2 separate regions of the Mus musculus genome follow, and region 2 is linked to region 1. The links are chromatin contacts, called in public HiChIP or PLAC-seq maps. All regions are on one chromosome and are shown on one strand. The core of a region is the stretch at or near the end of the contact, and the rest is flanking DNA. Distances in the headings are between cores, read along the strand shown.

Region 1 (2,700 bases), core at 201-2,700:
AACTAAGGTTTCTAACTCTGAATGATGTGTCAGACTCAGAAGCAGTAGTTTAGCTCCCAGGTATAGCCAGCCCTCAACCACAAAAAGGGGATGTGAATAGTGTGAGGAGGATGGTTCTGTGCAGCCTGAAACGTGTTAAAGTTCAGAGAGAAAACTCTGTCCTTCTTCCATGATGGCCCTGCTCCCCATGAGAGGCTCAAAGAGACTGAACCACCAACCAGGGAGGCTGCATGGGCCTTGAATTCAGCCCTCCCTAGAGTTGTGTAGCTTGGTCTACTTCTAACAGTGGGAGCAGGGGCTGTCGCTATCTCTGCTGCATGTGTCTGGACTGCCTTCCTCCTTCTAGGTTGCAGTGTCTAGCTTTAATAGGCAAAGAGGTGCCTAGTCTTACTGCTGAGTGCTACCCGTCCAGGATGGTCCTTTTCTGAAGAGACACAGAAGAGGAGTTGAAGAGAAATGGATAGGGTTTAGGGAAAGAGACTGGGAGGAAAGGGGGAAGAGGAACTGCACTCAGGATGTAAAATTCAGATATTAAAGTTTTAAAACATACTGAGAAAGGAGGACTGATCCAAAGTGCCCTGAAACCTTCACAGCCGTCTAACATCAAGGCAGGCAACAAGTGACTGCCACACAAAAAAAAGGCTTCTCTCGGTATTGGAGCCATTATTATAACTCTGAGAAATTCTCTGTCTTTCTGAGTGAAGGTAAGGAATTATCAACAAAAATATCCAGTCTCCAAAATTAACTTTCTGTGCTTTTATTTTTGGAATTTTTGTGAACTCTAATCATGTTTATGGCCATTTTTCTTAAAGTAGATTGAAAATATATGTAAAATATATATTGCAATAAAAATACTGCAATTAATAACTTAAAAGATATTTTATATATGTATATATGTATATATATATATATATATATATATATATATATATATATATACATCATTACTACAGTAGCATCAGGAACAAATATACACCCATATATATCAAAAATACAATTCTAGGAATTGAAAAGTTATAACTTTTCATTACATACTGGTTTCAGCCTTGTATCAACAAAAAAGCTCAGTGAACTTAGAGAGTGTGTAAAATTCTTGATTTTTATTATTTATGAAAGCAAAGATTAGGATCATCTCTAAAGTATATTAAGAATCAGACAAATGAGATTGCTGGTCTAGCACACTACATCAGATAAACTCTAACTTGATCCAGAATGAAGAAATGTCTCATTTTAAGGGAAGATTGCAGTGAATCAAGAACTTGAATAATATGGGTGATAGGCTCAACCACCCCAAGTCTGCAAATTTTTCTGATGAAAAGAGTTCTATTGCCAAGAGGATATGATGAATGACTTACTGACACTGTAATCACAAACTGACTCACCTAAGGCCGAGAGTAAGAAGGATAGAGAGAAACATGGTGTCCTGGGTGGAAACAAGGCAGTCCCTTTCCTAATAAAATTAATGATTAACTGTGCATACAAAGGAATTGCTCTGAGCTATTATTTGCTTTCCTGATAGAGAACTTGGGGGCAGATTTTATCTAAGCTTATGACTTACATTTAAACAATAATAAAAAATGTGTATTCTTCTTGGTAATTGATATAAAAACACAAGAATGTAAATGAAACTTAATAACAGCGCCTTTGTACTCTGTTCTGCTATCCATCATACTCAGTGCCCAATGACCTTTCAATCACTCATGGCCTCAAAATTGCCAGGAATGTTGAGAAATGCAGAGTACCTCCTAGAATGGTAACCAGGAAGAAAACACCATCTGCTAAAAAGTTGCTAGCCGACACAGAAGGAAAAAACGCCTAGTGGAAATGAATAAAAAGTCAACATTGGAAACATTCTCCACTTATATATTTATGCATCTATTCATCAATCAAGGCAATCAATAGGCATAAAATACTGGAAGTTAATTAGATGAAACAGGTATTTGTATTAGCCAGTCATCTGTGAACATGAACTTGGTTCAGCCAAATTTCTGTGTGATGATAATGATTATTTAATATTATTTGGGGGATTTTAAAAGGAATAGAAGATTCAATTATGGAAACAGTCAAATTAAAAATCCATAAGATAATTATGAATGAAAAAACATAAGTCACTGTTTTGAGAGGGGAAAAGATAAGTTCAACATTAATTTTGCTTTAGACATTGGAAAGCATTGCTATGAATAATTACGAAAGGACGTCTGGTGCTGGGTTTGAAATCACAGGGAAATGGGAATAGAATATGAAGTTAACATTAGGTGATGTTGGCCTTAGGTTAAGATAGTTCTGGACAGTGTGTAAAACAAGAATTTTCAACTGTAAAATATTAATCCTGTGATTCCCCACCACAAAGACACAACACAACTCCCTTCTAACTTTTTTATATGCTAATTCACTTCCAAGAGACATGAATTCTTCATCTCTATTGCTAAGTCTCTCCCAACACTTGACATAGGCAGAGGGAGGTTTTCATGGGCTGCCAAAGGAAGGAATACATCATGGACCAATGGCAAAGATATTAACTACTGCACAGATAGAATTATATACTAAACAGGAATACCCTGGACTGTAATGATGAGGAATTCTGTGGGTCTAGTGGAACAGCAGAAATCAGAAACAAAAAAAAAATCTCCCAGGGGTGTGGAGGCACATTAAGTGAAACTGAGGATGGGGGCATAAGAGAATAGCAAGCATTTGAATTCT
Region 2 (2,700 bases), core at 105-2,604, 550 kb after region 1:
ATTCTCCTGTCCTATCTATGAACATTTTAACATAATGAGTATGTGGTTATATGCATTGACATAAGCTTCATATAGGAGTTGATTATCTTTTTTTTGTACTGGAAACTGAACACAGGGCTTCATGCGTGCTAGGCAAGCATTCTACCACATGGACCTACTTCCTAGATTTTTTTTTTTTTTTTTCAATGTGCTATATAAGTCAGGATTTTGCTAAGTCACCCAGGCTGGCTGTACACTTATTTTTGTAAGCCAAGCAAGGATCCTCTTGCTACATCCTCCCATATAGCTGCGATGACAGGTTGGCACCACTAGGCCTAGCCACACCAATATTTAGAAGCAAGTCACGATTTTTTGTTCAGTTAGCCCTGCGCACCTCCCACAGTGAATGAAATGGTGAAAACTTTCAGGTGTGCAGGTTGAGGTCCACAGTGGACCACAGCCTTAGAGCATGGCCTCGTGTACTGAAGGGACGGTCCAGACAGAGTCGGAAGAGGAGATGAGCGAAGGATAGCGCACTTAGCTCTGCGGGAAGTAGAGGAGAGCAAAGCAAGGGGGCCTCTGTGGCCAAAGTTTGCGTTCTACCATTTAACAGGCTTCCACATCCCGGATGGCAACTTGAAAAACTGAGCTCGTGGCCTTGATTGATAAGTCAGAGGCATCAAAGAGTGTTTTCTCTTAGTAAGTCTCTCTCCCACCCTCCAACTGCACAAGAGCTGTGCTATTTCGCGACTGTGTCATGGGAAATGTTACATTTGTTTGTAACTTAGATACTGCTTGGTCGCAGCAGGTCAAGATTGTTGGTAAAACTTTGAAATGCCCCTGTAGGATGGGGCTGTAGCTCTGCAGTATACCACCTGCTTAGCATCCAAAAGGCACTGGGTTCCACGTCTACCAGCACCATAAAAAAAAGAAAACCAGCAAGCATAAAACCAGGCCACGGGTAGTCACTACTGCACTGAGGGTATCTGGTTACTCAGTGTGTGGGAAAGAGGCAAGTGTCTTACATTATATTGCAAATATAACACTTGATAAACATATTTCAGGATATTTGGTTTCCTTTGAGAGCAGTTTCAAAATAGTTGGCTTTGTGATGTGCTGTGCACTTTATTTTATGGATTTTAAAATCTTGTCATCAGGAGAGAGGAGTCCACGACTTATCCAAACTGCTAAAAGTGTCCTGAACCACCAAACTCATCAAGAGTTCCTTCTTGGCTGGCCACACGGTGACACACTTTTCATAGAAGTAGCTAGTGCCACTTCCTGAAGGAGAGTTGCCTCGCTGAGCAGACAGGAGTTCGTGAGGCAGAGGGTGGGGTACAGCAGTTCCTGGGGCAGCTTGGGTTCACCAGGCAGGCAGTCCTGCCAAGTTCTGAGTCATCTGTGCCCCAGGAACTGGAAGGAGCAGGTGGGGCAGGCAGACTCCACTTTACAAACACCAGGCTCCTTCGTCTCTGCTTATCTAGTGCACTGTGTGGGCTCCAGGCCTGTCTCACTCTCTCACCCAGGACTTTCATCCCATCTCTGACTCAGCTTCCTGGGGTAACCACGCACACTCCAGGCTCTTCTGCAGGAGCCACCTGGTTGACCAAACCCACTTGCCCCCACTAACCAGGATCTTGACTTGACAGAATCACCTCCTTCCAGAGTCATGTGGGCTCAACATGGGCTTCTCTGAATCAGCTGAAGCAACCCTGCTTCTATTCACAATGGCAGCAGGAGGTGAGAAGCTGAGGGGGCCGAAGAGGGGAAGTGCAGATGAAGAGGGAGCTGTGGGGTTTGCTTGTGTTTCTTGTCTGAGTTCACAGACCTAATATGAGTCACAAAGCTATCAGATGCCAGGTTGCTGCTGGGATAAGAGGGAGGAATGTCTCACTCCCTTCACCTGCACACTGTTTGCAGGTGAAATTGGCTCCTCTGATTCCTTCAGGAGCGCCACCTTCCAGGCTCCCTCAACTTGTGGTCTGGGGCTACATATAGCCAATGGCAGACATGAATGCAAGCCACCTAAGTTGTCTTGCCTATAAGACTATTATATTGTTTACAGTTTAAAAAGAAAAAGCCAACCATGCAGTTGGCTCTTGGGTGTGAACTTTGTAAATGACAACTTCCTGCTGTCACAGCAAAGGTTTGTTGTAAGATACCCATTCAAGGTAGGGCTTATCCAGTGGTGTATTCGCAGGGCCACAAGGCTGAGTTCCACTCTCTTCTTCTTGGCCACAGGGCCCTGGGGCTCAGGTTGCTATGTCTAGGGACTTAAAGGACCAGTTGGGTCCCCACCAGAGACATCCTTATAACTGTGGCATTACTGCGGACGTTGCCCAGGTTGGCCTAGATTGCTGCCAATATTCTTTGCATTGGCAGATTATATGGGTAATAAATTCGAAGTGTCGTCACCTATGACTTGGTGAACATTAAGCTAAATGCTGTAAGGGCTGATAGTGTACTCTTGTATATTTCAATTATAACTCTCCATCCTGCCATGAAATGGCAGCTGAGAGGAAGCATCCTTCTTTGGGTGTGGTTCTTAAACTTAAATAATCATGTTTTAAAGCTCAGTGCTTATCCACTCACTAGATCAACTCTGTGGGAACTCTACAACAATGGCCAGCACAGAAGCCAACTGCAGGCAGTGGTGGACGTGACCACACCCAGTCACGGAGACGACCACTGGAAACTGCAATACTGTTATTTACTTTACAG

What was found. HiChIP or PLAC-seq counts read pairs in DNA pulled down with a chosen protein or histone mark.
Region 2: a FOXA1 HiChIP or PLAC-seq map of pancreatic cancer cells shows a contact between it and region 1. The contact joins two enhancer-like sites. A contact is called at or near these places in 2 of 484 Hi-C or Micro-C datasets (embryonic fibroblasts and uterus) and 1 of 115 datasets of contacts at active chromatin or transcription factors (pancreatic cancer cells).

Annotation. Positions count from the first base shown.
Region 1 is chr8:8,053,026-8,055,725 of GRCm38.p6, forward strand. No RefSeq gene overlaps it. Among named protein-coding and RNA genes, the nearest start is that of Gm31401, 28 kb to the right of the region's middle. Within about 2 kb of position 1,451, at least 13 of the 459 cell types and tissues checked have an H3K27ac peak or open chromatin away from gene starts, as enhancers often do. A contact at or near this core is called in pancreatic cancer cells, where this site is marked.
Region 2 is chr8:8,601,442-8,604,141 of GRCm38.p6, forward strand. No RefSeq gene overlaps it. Among named protein-coding and RNA genes, the nearest start is that of Gm31463, 26 kb to the left of the region's middle. Within about 2 kb of position 1,355, at least 109 of the 459 cell types and tissues checked have an H3K27ac peak or open chromatin away from gene starts, as enhancers often do. A contact at or near this core is called in pancreatic cancer cells, where this site is marked.